Linked DNA regions of Rattus norvegicus: region 2 is linked to region 1. Evidence: chromatin contacts called from public Hi-C data. All regions are on one chromosome and are shown on one strand. Each heading gives the region's core, a stretch centred on a gene start, on an enhancer-like site or on the middle of the called end of the contact. The rest is flanking DNA. Distances are from core to core; before and after follow the strand shown.

Region 1 (4,642 bases), core at 561-3,060:
ATATATATATATATATATATATATATATATAAAAGCAAGGTGGAGCTGACATTGATTCCCAGAAATTGTCTTATCAGAGCTGGAGAGGTGGCTCTGTTGGTAAAGTGTTTACAGGTCAAGTGTGAGGACCTGAGTTCTGACACACATACAGAGTGCTGCTGTCCCATTGGTGAGAGAGAAGATATGGAGAGAGTATTCCCAGGAGCTCTGAGACCTGTTGACCTGACATACACAGTGGTGAACAAGAACCCCTGTCTTAAAGAAGGAGGAAGGTGAGAAACAACACCTGAGGTTGTCCTCTGGTCTCCACAGGCACACTTTGATATATATGTACCTGAACACTGGCATGCACACACACACACAAGTACGCACACCACACATGCAATACATATATATATATACACACCACACTCACACCACACACACTACATACCACACACCATATCATATACACCATACACACATACTACCCACCCATACACATGCACCACACACACACACACACACACACACACACACATACACACACACACACACACACACACACACACATGAGGACCTGGAATGACCTCTGAATTCAAGAACAGAGCTTAGGAAGCAAAGGAAATTGAGTCAGGAAGATCAAGGTCTCCGCATCCTTGAGGTGCTGTGCTGCATGCCAGCTGTGTGTGTGTGTGTGTGAGCATGTGCGTGTGTGTCTACTGAAGCACTTGCCAGCCTAGATAACTGTGGTGTGTTCTTCATAACGTGTCAAACTTTAAAGCAAGTTGCTTTATAAAGTCAAATATGTTAAATAACCATATTTTTCCCAGTTAACTCAGAATGAATCGGTCTATTATTTTTATTCTTAATTTGGAGACAGGGTCTTTTGTAATCTAAACTGGCCTTGAACTTTTGATCCTCCTGCTTCAGCCTCTTGAGTGCTGGGATTATAGGCATGTACCACAGGAGAGCTGGTAAACCTGTCTGTTATTAAAGAATGTACGTGCAGATGTGCTCTAGCTTTCATACTCCAGCCATTTAATTGTTTTCTCCCTAATAGAGTCTACTGTAAGCACGTGTCCTTGTTGTCCCCATAGTCACCTCCTCCTCGTCCTCTTCCTCCCTCTTCCCCCCCCACTTCTCCAGTTCTCTGCTTACTTTTTTAAAGATTGATTTTTGTTTATGTCTGTGTGTGCACATGTTTCTGCAGGTGCCCAAAGAAGTCAGAGAGGATCTTGGGTCTCTTGGCGCTGGGATCATAGCTGTGGAACACTATACCTGATCTAGGATGTTAGTCATTTGAAATCTCTGATTTTAAATCCTCTTCTCACTGTGTCTTGATCTTACACACACACACACACACACACACACACACACACACACACACACACACATTGCCACAAGCCAGAAATGAAAATACCAGCCAAGCATTATTTGTAATAATGTAAGAAATGAAGCCAGAGAAAACGCTGACTTTTCCTGAATCTTTCCCCCTATGAATGTTCCATGGAACATCAAGGGTCAGGAGGTCACCACAGGCATGCAAGAGTTTGGAGAGTGTTGTTTTGCTGCCAAGGCACCCCTGAGAAAAAGGCTCTCACAGTTTTTGAGGACCCTGGAAAAGGAAGTTTTGGGTAAAAAGCCAGGAGTGGAAAAGTACTAAGTCCAATGGGAAAGTACTAAGTTAACTAAGCCAGGGCAGATCAAATTATCTCTAGAATTCCCTCTTTCCTGGTCCCTCCACCAAGGAAGTCTCCACAGAGTCCCTTGAAGAAAGCCCCATAGACCCTTAGAATGAAGGCTCATGGTCTAGGAATGCAGACACGCTTAAGATTGCAGCCAGGCAGGAAGCCTGAGACCTGAGTCTTTGTCAGAAGCTCCCTCTGGCAACCCCAGTGCAATGGGCGTGCAAGGCCTGCGAAGGGAAGGACACATTCCGCTGTGACACCTAAAGACAGATAAAGCTTGTGCAATGGCCTGGAATCATGCTTGAGAAATCACACAAGTTTGGAGCAGGAGCTGAAATCCTTCTTTACCTAATTATATCATCAACAGCCCAGTAGGAAAAAGGTCAAACACTGTCAGAGTGGACAGAGAAAATGAAGTGGAAAGGACTGCCTGTGGAGTCTGTTCTCTCATTTTACTGTGTGGTCCCATGACAACACGGGTCATCAAACTTGGAAACAAGTGCCTTTGTGGACTGAGCCATCTCTTGTTTTGTTTTGTTTTGTTTTGTTTTGTTTTGTTTTGTTTTGTTTGAGACTGGATCTCATAAATGTCAGGCTGGCCTCAAACTTACTGTGTGGCTGATAATAACCTTGAACCCCTGACCTGCTGCCTCAACCTCCCAGAGCTAAAATTACAGGTGTGCACAGCCTTGTGCTTTCTCTCGTGCTGTACAAGAGTGTGTATTCAGCATTGGCTCTGCAGGATGTAGATTTAAAATCTACTAAAATTACAGTCACAACTGTATCTTTGCTCAGCAAACATTCTAGAAGATTGTCTTACAGATAGCTCTCACATGTAAAAAATAACAGATCTATCACAGTCTTTAGTCATTGCTATTTATTGTATAAGGAATGAGCAATCAGAAGCCACCTTTATAGTAAGCTACAGTTTAAACCACATGTGGCATGCCCATACACAAATTCTCTGCCTTCATTCAGAAACCATGTCCTTAAGTTTTCAAAGCAAGTGCAGACCACTGTGTGTAGCTAACTGCAGTTTGTGTGATAATAGGGAGATGACAAATGTGTGGCGGTGTTGCTTATAAAACGTACGTGAGAAAGCCGTGACTGACTTTTGGAGACAAAAGAAATTATTAACTGAAGTGTAAAACAACTGTTCACTCTTTTTGACCTTTTAAATTCTGAACCATTGGGGGGATACCCTCACAAAGCTGAATGTGACCCCTCACATTTATAATGCTAGTTAGCGTTCAGGAAGATGAAGCAGGAGGATTGCTGCACTAACACTGTAAGTCCTAAGCTACCCAGACTTGCACACCAATAACACAAAACAGAGCCCAGCATAGTGCCCCATACGTGTAATCCCTGAAGCACAGCAGGCACTGAGGCAGAGGTGCGGTGACAGGTTTGAGAATAGCATGGGCCATACACTGAGTTCAACAACAGCTATAGCAGGAGGCCTTCCTCAAAACACATAAATTTTCTTTGAAAACACTCAAAGTTTTTGTTTGTGTTTTCTTACCACTCATTTATTAATTCAACAATCATTCCATTGGCAACATCAACATGCTTGACACTCTCTCCAAGGCCCAAGGGACACTGCAGAGGAAGGAGTAGAAAGACCTGGCGAGCCAGATGGGGAGGAGAACTGTGAAATGTGATTTCTGGATATGACATAGCTACTGCAATCATGAGCCTGTCTCAGCTGTGGCTGTCCACACAATGCATGAGGATGGTGAGCTAGGGGATGTTAGTTAGGGTTTCGACTTGCTGGGACAAAGCACCATACCAAGGCAACTTGAGGAGAAAAGGGCTTATTCAACTCACAGTCCATTGAGGGAAACCAGGGCAGGGTCTCAAACTGGTCAGGAACTTGGAAGGAGGAGCGGATGCAGTGGCCCTGAAGGAGTACTGTTACTGCCTTGCTCCTCTGGGCTTGCTCAGTCTGCTTTTTCTATAGAACCCAGGACCACAAGCCCAGGGGTAGCCCCACCCACAATGGGCTGGACCTTCCATGTCAATCTCTAATTAAGAAACTGCCCTACAGGCTTCTCTGCTTTATAGCTCTATCCTCTGGAGGTGTTTTTGCTCAATTTGGGGGGGGGGGGGTCCCATCTCTTAGATGACTAGAGCTTTTTATCAAGGTGACCTAAAACCATGAGGACGAGCAGTTTCAGAGTTGTTCATTACTTTACTGGAAACAAGGAAAGAAAGTTAAACAGGAAGCTGTGGTGGCTTGGATGGTTAATGTTCCCCATACAGGCTCTTGTATTTATGTGAACACTTGGTCCCCAGCTGCTGGTGCTAACTGGGAGGTTATGGGACTTTTAGGACATGGAGACTTCCTGGACAAAGTACATAACTGAAGGTGGGCTTTGAGAGTTTATAGCCCTGCCTGCTTCCAGATGTCTCTGTAATTCCTGTGCAGTTTAGATGTAATCTCTCAGCTTCCTGCCCAGCCCACCTGCGGCCATGCCTTCCCCACTATCTTGGACTCTCATTCTAGAGCCATGAGTCAAAATAAACTAACAACAACAAGTAATTAATGTAGGGGCTAGACAGTCCAGCGGTTAAGAACACATGCTGCTCTTATATTGGGCCTGAATTTGGTTCCAAGCACACATTTCATGAGGGTCACAACTACCTGTATCTCCAGCTTTGGCGCTACCTTCCAGCCTCCCCAGGAACCTCTTCTCCCGTGCACATATCCACATGCAGACACATATACAGGCATATTTCAAAATACAATTAAAAATATTTTTTGATACAAGGTCTTACTATGTGGCCCTGACTGGAATTCACTTTATGTAGAACTCACAGAGATCTTCCCTGCCTCTACTTCCCTAGTGCTAGGATTAAAGACAACTATACCATTATGCCTGGCTCTACAATAAAATCTTGAGGAAAAAAAAGTACAGATACAGAAGCCCTTGGAATAATGAGGGTGAGAAGATGTCAAGACACTAGAAACA
Region 2 (4,979 bases), core at 1,959-4,458, 150 kb before region 1:
TATGAACACAAGAACTGATGCGGAGAACAAGGAAGAACGCTGCTTACCGGCTTGCTCAGCCTGCTTTCTAATAGCAACCAGGACTACCTGCCCAGGGGTGGTGAGCTGGGCCCTTCTACATTAACCATCAATCAAGTAAATATACCACAGGCTAGCCCATGGACCCATCTGGTGGGGGCATTTTCTCAGTTATAGCTTCTTCTTCCCATATGACTCTAGCTTGTGTGAAGTTGACATGAAACTAGTCAGAACACCAGCTCAAAATATCAACAGCACTGAGGTTGAAGGCTCTGAGTTAGGCCGACCATTACAATTCTTTGTCCAACACAGAATGCTTTTGAGGCGGCCAAGCCGGGACGGCAGACATACAGAAGGAAGAGTTGCAGTGAGCGAGAGTATCTGGCTATTCTAGTTCACGCTGTCTGAACAGGAGGTCAGACCCTCATCACCAGAGGCTGAGGGCCAGAGGCGCACCACCCCCTCCACCCACAGCCAGTTACAGGATTACACAGACGCTTACAGTTTTTACTTCTCTTTGGTGCTGCTGTCAACCCTGAGGTTTCCTTCCATGATGTCATTAAAACCTACCCCAGTCCCCGTACCTAAGGGGGGCTGCCCGGTTGTCCCTCCCATGGACAGTGCTTGGGAACTCTGTCCCTGGCATGGCAAGAGACTGCTACCTCCCTCCCCAATTAACCTGCTGAGGCACTGACGGGCAGGAAGAGGCTGCTGAGGCGAAGGGGAGCAGGAGCCTCACGATCGACTCCGCAGTTCCTTTTTCATCTCGGAAGAGCCAATTTCAAACTTGCCTCGGGTCATAAAAGAAATTAATTTGATTCTCTCAACCTTGCTCTGAGTGGACACATGTCCTCCACCGCAGCATCTGCTCAGTCCAGAATGAAGGAACCATCCCCTTGAAACGAGTCCCATTTCAGGGTTGAGCCAATATTGTCGCCTGGAGTCTGAGAGCAGCTGCCTGGAATACGCTGGGCTGTCTCTTTTGCTGGTAAGTTTCTCAAAATAGTTCTCATATCAAAGGCAAGACCCAAGTCATGGGAGGGCTGCTCTCAAGGACATGTCCTGGAAGAGGTAGTCCTAGGCATACCCCCCAACACACACACACACACACACACACACACACACACACACACACACACACACACACACACACACACGTTAGCTCCAAGTATCTTCCACATTAATAATCACAACCATGTTGAACCTTGTGTGTGTGTTAGCCACCGTCCCTGGTCTCACTCAGCTCCCAAGAGTTAGACCCAATTGTGATAGACACATTTAGGGTCGCCCACTTTGTGAACCTCTCCCCTTGAGTAGATGGGACCTGACATTTGCTTCGAGATAGCTAAGGCGACAGCATCCTGTTCTGACTACATTTTGTGTTTGCTTAGGTAATTTCTAGCCCTCTACGCCCCCTCCCGCCTCAGTTATGTCCACCGTGGCAGCACGTTTGAGATTTCCGTGACCTTGACTATTGTCCAGAAGTATTTACAAAAACAATCGCCAAGTTCTGGCTAAAATAGCTCCTGTGCTCTGCCAGGAATGAACACTTTAAGATTTCTCTGACCCTCGTGGAAGTTCGATATATCTTTGTGGGTTTGCCTTTTAAAATGCTATGTCCCTGAACTTGGGCACCAAGACCTTTTCCAGAGACCAAGAGGATAGGGACAGATGGGACAATGAGACAAAACAGAACTACCAGTGGCAAAAATCAAGAAATCAAACAACTACAACTCCCTGGGCCAAACTTTCTCATCATGCGCTTAATCATTTACATTCTTTGCACAGTTGGCTGAACCCGAACCAGATCTCTCAGGAGAGGCATAACCAGAATACAGGGTAACCCACACTACTGGCATGCTGGTTTAGTGGGGGAGGACCAAATCAGGAAGAGGGCCGCCCAAAGAATTGGGTCTTCTTTAAACCTAAGCCCATAATCTAGAAAAGAAGCCCTTCCTTTGGGGCCTCTCCTTATCCAAAAGGTTCCAGGCACAGACTTACTTCCTGGGAGTGTCAGGGGGACTCTGCCTTCCTGTTTGGGAAAATACCTACTATTCCGGACCTCTCTGCACTCACTGAGTGAAGGGCGGCCCTGGAACATTTGTCAGGGCCCCCCTCCCCGCCCCCAACCTCTGCCTGGCCAGGAGTATGGCTCCCCGTGGAGCATGGGGAATCTCCCTGAGGTGTACCCGAGGTAATTACTGATAACCATTCTGATTAAGCCAATTAAGAGTTCTGAGTCCAAAAAAAAAAAAAAGAGTTCTGAGTCCTTTATTAATAGTTCGGTCCTCCCCTCTACCCCTCTACCCACCCCTCGACACTGCCTCCTGCCTCCCCAGAAGGAAAGAGTCTGCGGAGTTTCCCGCATTGTGCCACTAGGTGGCACCCCCTGCATGCCTTTTTTTTTTTTTTTTTTTTTTTTTTTTTTTTTTGTCTTTTTGTTTTGTCACTGGAAAGTCTGCAGCTGTTCTGGATTCTGCCACTGGGTGGCATGCAATTATTTGTCTTTTTGGCGCGGAGCGGGGTGGGGGGAGTCTTTCCTCTCCAGGACGGAGGGAAATTCCAGTCATACCAATCCAATCCTAGAGTCAACTGTTTGTCTCTGCTACCCGTGGATTTTCGCTGAGTCTCACAACAAGGGAGCTGTGGCAGGTCTTTAGTGGGGTCTTCTCTCATTGCCAGAGCTGCCAGGTTGGTCGTATTACAACTTCCTTTAGTCAATTAAGTTGAGGACTACGACTCAAAACTTTCACACCTTTGGAATATGTGCTAAAAATTTTTCCCAAGGGTTTGGAGAGAATATGGGAAAAGAAAGGCTGCGCACTTACTTTGAGATTAACTGGTTCTCTTATGAAGTGAAATGGCCATCTACCCGTTCCCTGGACACGCCTATTGTGAAGGCAGTCTGGCTCAAGGTTACATTGGCCCGCACTTGTCCTGATCCGGTAGTTTACATTGATCAGTGAGGGGCTCTCGTTCACGCCCACCTGTTCAGCTTAAAAGCTTTGCTTCTAGGGATTATTCTGCTGTTTTGTGTTCAGTTGGAGCCTCCTGATTGCCCCCACCCCACCCCCAACCCCTCATCCTAAGTCAGTAAACTTGATTCCTCCCTCTCTCCAACCCCCTCTCAAAAAGCCTCTGAACAGAAAAAAAGGCACCAAAAGCCCAGTTCCACATTCCCAACAATCCTGACAGCAGTCCAAACCCCGCCCCTGAAGTTGCCAGCCACTGGAGCCACCTTAGATGACCATAACAGGGCACAAGCCCTACGTCACTTTCTTTCACCTACAATCCATAAAAATCCACCACAGCCTGCCCAAGACTTTTCCCTTCTCACTCCCTGAGTCTGGTAAACTTGCCTGGGAGCCCTAAAAGCCCAGTCCCAAATAAACCTGCCCTTTTTTTACTTTTAATTCGGCTTGAATTGCCTTATTTCCTTGCTGAGAAAATCTACTGATTTGTTCTCTAAAACGTTCCTTGTCACTCGCCCCCCAACACGTGTCCTGAGACCTTCAGAAACCAAGGACCCCTCACCCCACTGCCCCCCACAGCCCATCTTCTCCATTTCTTCCACCTCTTCCAGATTCTCGCACACACACACACACACACACACACACACACACTCACACTCACACACACACACACACCCCTCAGGTGCCTTTATCCCATCCTGTCCCACCTGTCTCTTTCCATCCCTCCCCCTACTCCCACCCCTTCTTCACCCACTTCCCCTTCTGGATCTACACTCTATTATTTCCCTCCTGGGGGAGATATCCAGTTCCCCAACCAACCCCCTCCCATACCAATTTCTCCACCATTGGCTTCCCCCTTGAGGTCCCACCATGCCCCAGACTCAACTCGAACCCCAGCCTCTATTGTTCCATTGGTGGAGATGCTGTGCCCTTCCGGGACAGCTGCTTAGAGGAGGGCATTGCCCTTACCAGCTTATGTTCTTTTGTCTGCTTTGAATCTGTATAACTGGAAGACCCAGGAACCACTCTCTCTTTGTTGGATAAGTCCCAGGCCTAATTGCCCTACTGGATTCTGTTCTCTGTATCCATTGCCCCATTTGAAATGACTGCTGACAACTCCTTCTGAGTCCATTTTGCTTCCGAAGGGGGAAACATTGGGGAAGAGGCAAGAAAGCGTTTTTTGGTACTTGATACTGAAAAGCTAGTTACTTTGGACACATCAAGGGAACCCAATGCATATTCCCTATTTTGTCTAAGACTGTTGGGGTTCTTTAGAACCCAGAAGAGTTTTTAGGGCATTTCTTGAGATATTACCAGCTGCTACACCTCTTTTGATCCACTGTCTCTGGAAAATGCTAGGGCATTAGACTTGGCTTTTGTCACTCGGTCAACTCCAGACATCAGTACAAACTCCAAAAGCTGGCGAGCCTTGGAGGGATGAATACTTCGCATCTTGTCGAAGTGGCCTGATAACCAAGATACTGAGAGACAGGCAGGCTGCCTTGGATGCTGCCTGACCCACGGGCCAGCAGGCCGCATGTGTGCTGGCTGCTTTCCCATCAGCTTGCTTCAGCCTCTACCGCTCATGTCCAACAGAGGAACCTCAAAATCAAAAAGACAGAAAGGAGAGCCACACTGGAAAGGGATCAGCGTGCATATTGTAAGGAAAGGAGACTTTGGAAGAACGGCCAAACCATCCCAAAGCCAGGAAAGCAACAACCCAACCACAAGGGTAGACACCTTCTGATATATTTTTTTTTTTTTTTGGTTCTTTTTTTCGGAGCTGGGGACCGAACCCAGGGCCTTGCGCTTCCTAGGTAAGCGCTCTACCACTGAGCTAAATCCCCAGCCCCCACCTTCTGATTTTAAAAACCCAGTGGGACCAGCTACTAACTCAAAGACCCAAGTACACAGAGCCACAGCCACAGCGCCACTGAGAATGATCACCTCCCACCTCAGTCCGTCTGGGCCACAAGCAGGTGGCTTACT

The links. A called contact is a pair of places that touch in the nucleus more often than the background predicts.
Region 2: a Hi-C map of liver shows a contact between it and region 1, with 6 times the contacts expected there. The contact joins two enhancer-like sites. A contact is called at or near these places in 7 of 12 Hi-C or Micro-C datasets (Schwann cells, frontal cortex, hepatocytes and 3 more).

Annotation. Positions count from the first base shown.
Region 1 is chr1:180,135,544-180,140,185 of GRCr8, reverse strand. No RefSeq gene overlaps it. Among named protein-coding and RNA genes, the nearest start is that of Pik3c2a, 20 kb to the right of the region's middle. Within about 2 kb of position 1,810, at least 12 of the 93 cell types and tissues checked have an H3K27ac peak or open chromatin away from gene starts, as enhancers often do. A contact at or near this core is called in liver, where this site is marked.
Region 2 is chr1:180,288,965-180,293,943 of GRCr8, reverse strand. No RefSeq gene overlaps it. Among named protein-coding and RNA genes, the nearest start is that of Rnu6-651, 80 kb to the left of the region's middle. Within about 2 kb of position 3,208, at least 20 of the 93 cell types and tissues checked have an H3K27ac peak or open chromatin away from gene starts, as enhancers often do. A contact at or near this core is called in liver, where this site is marked.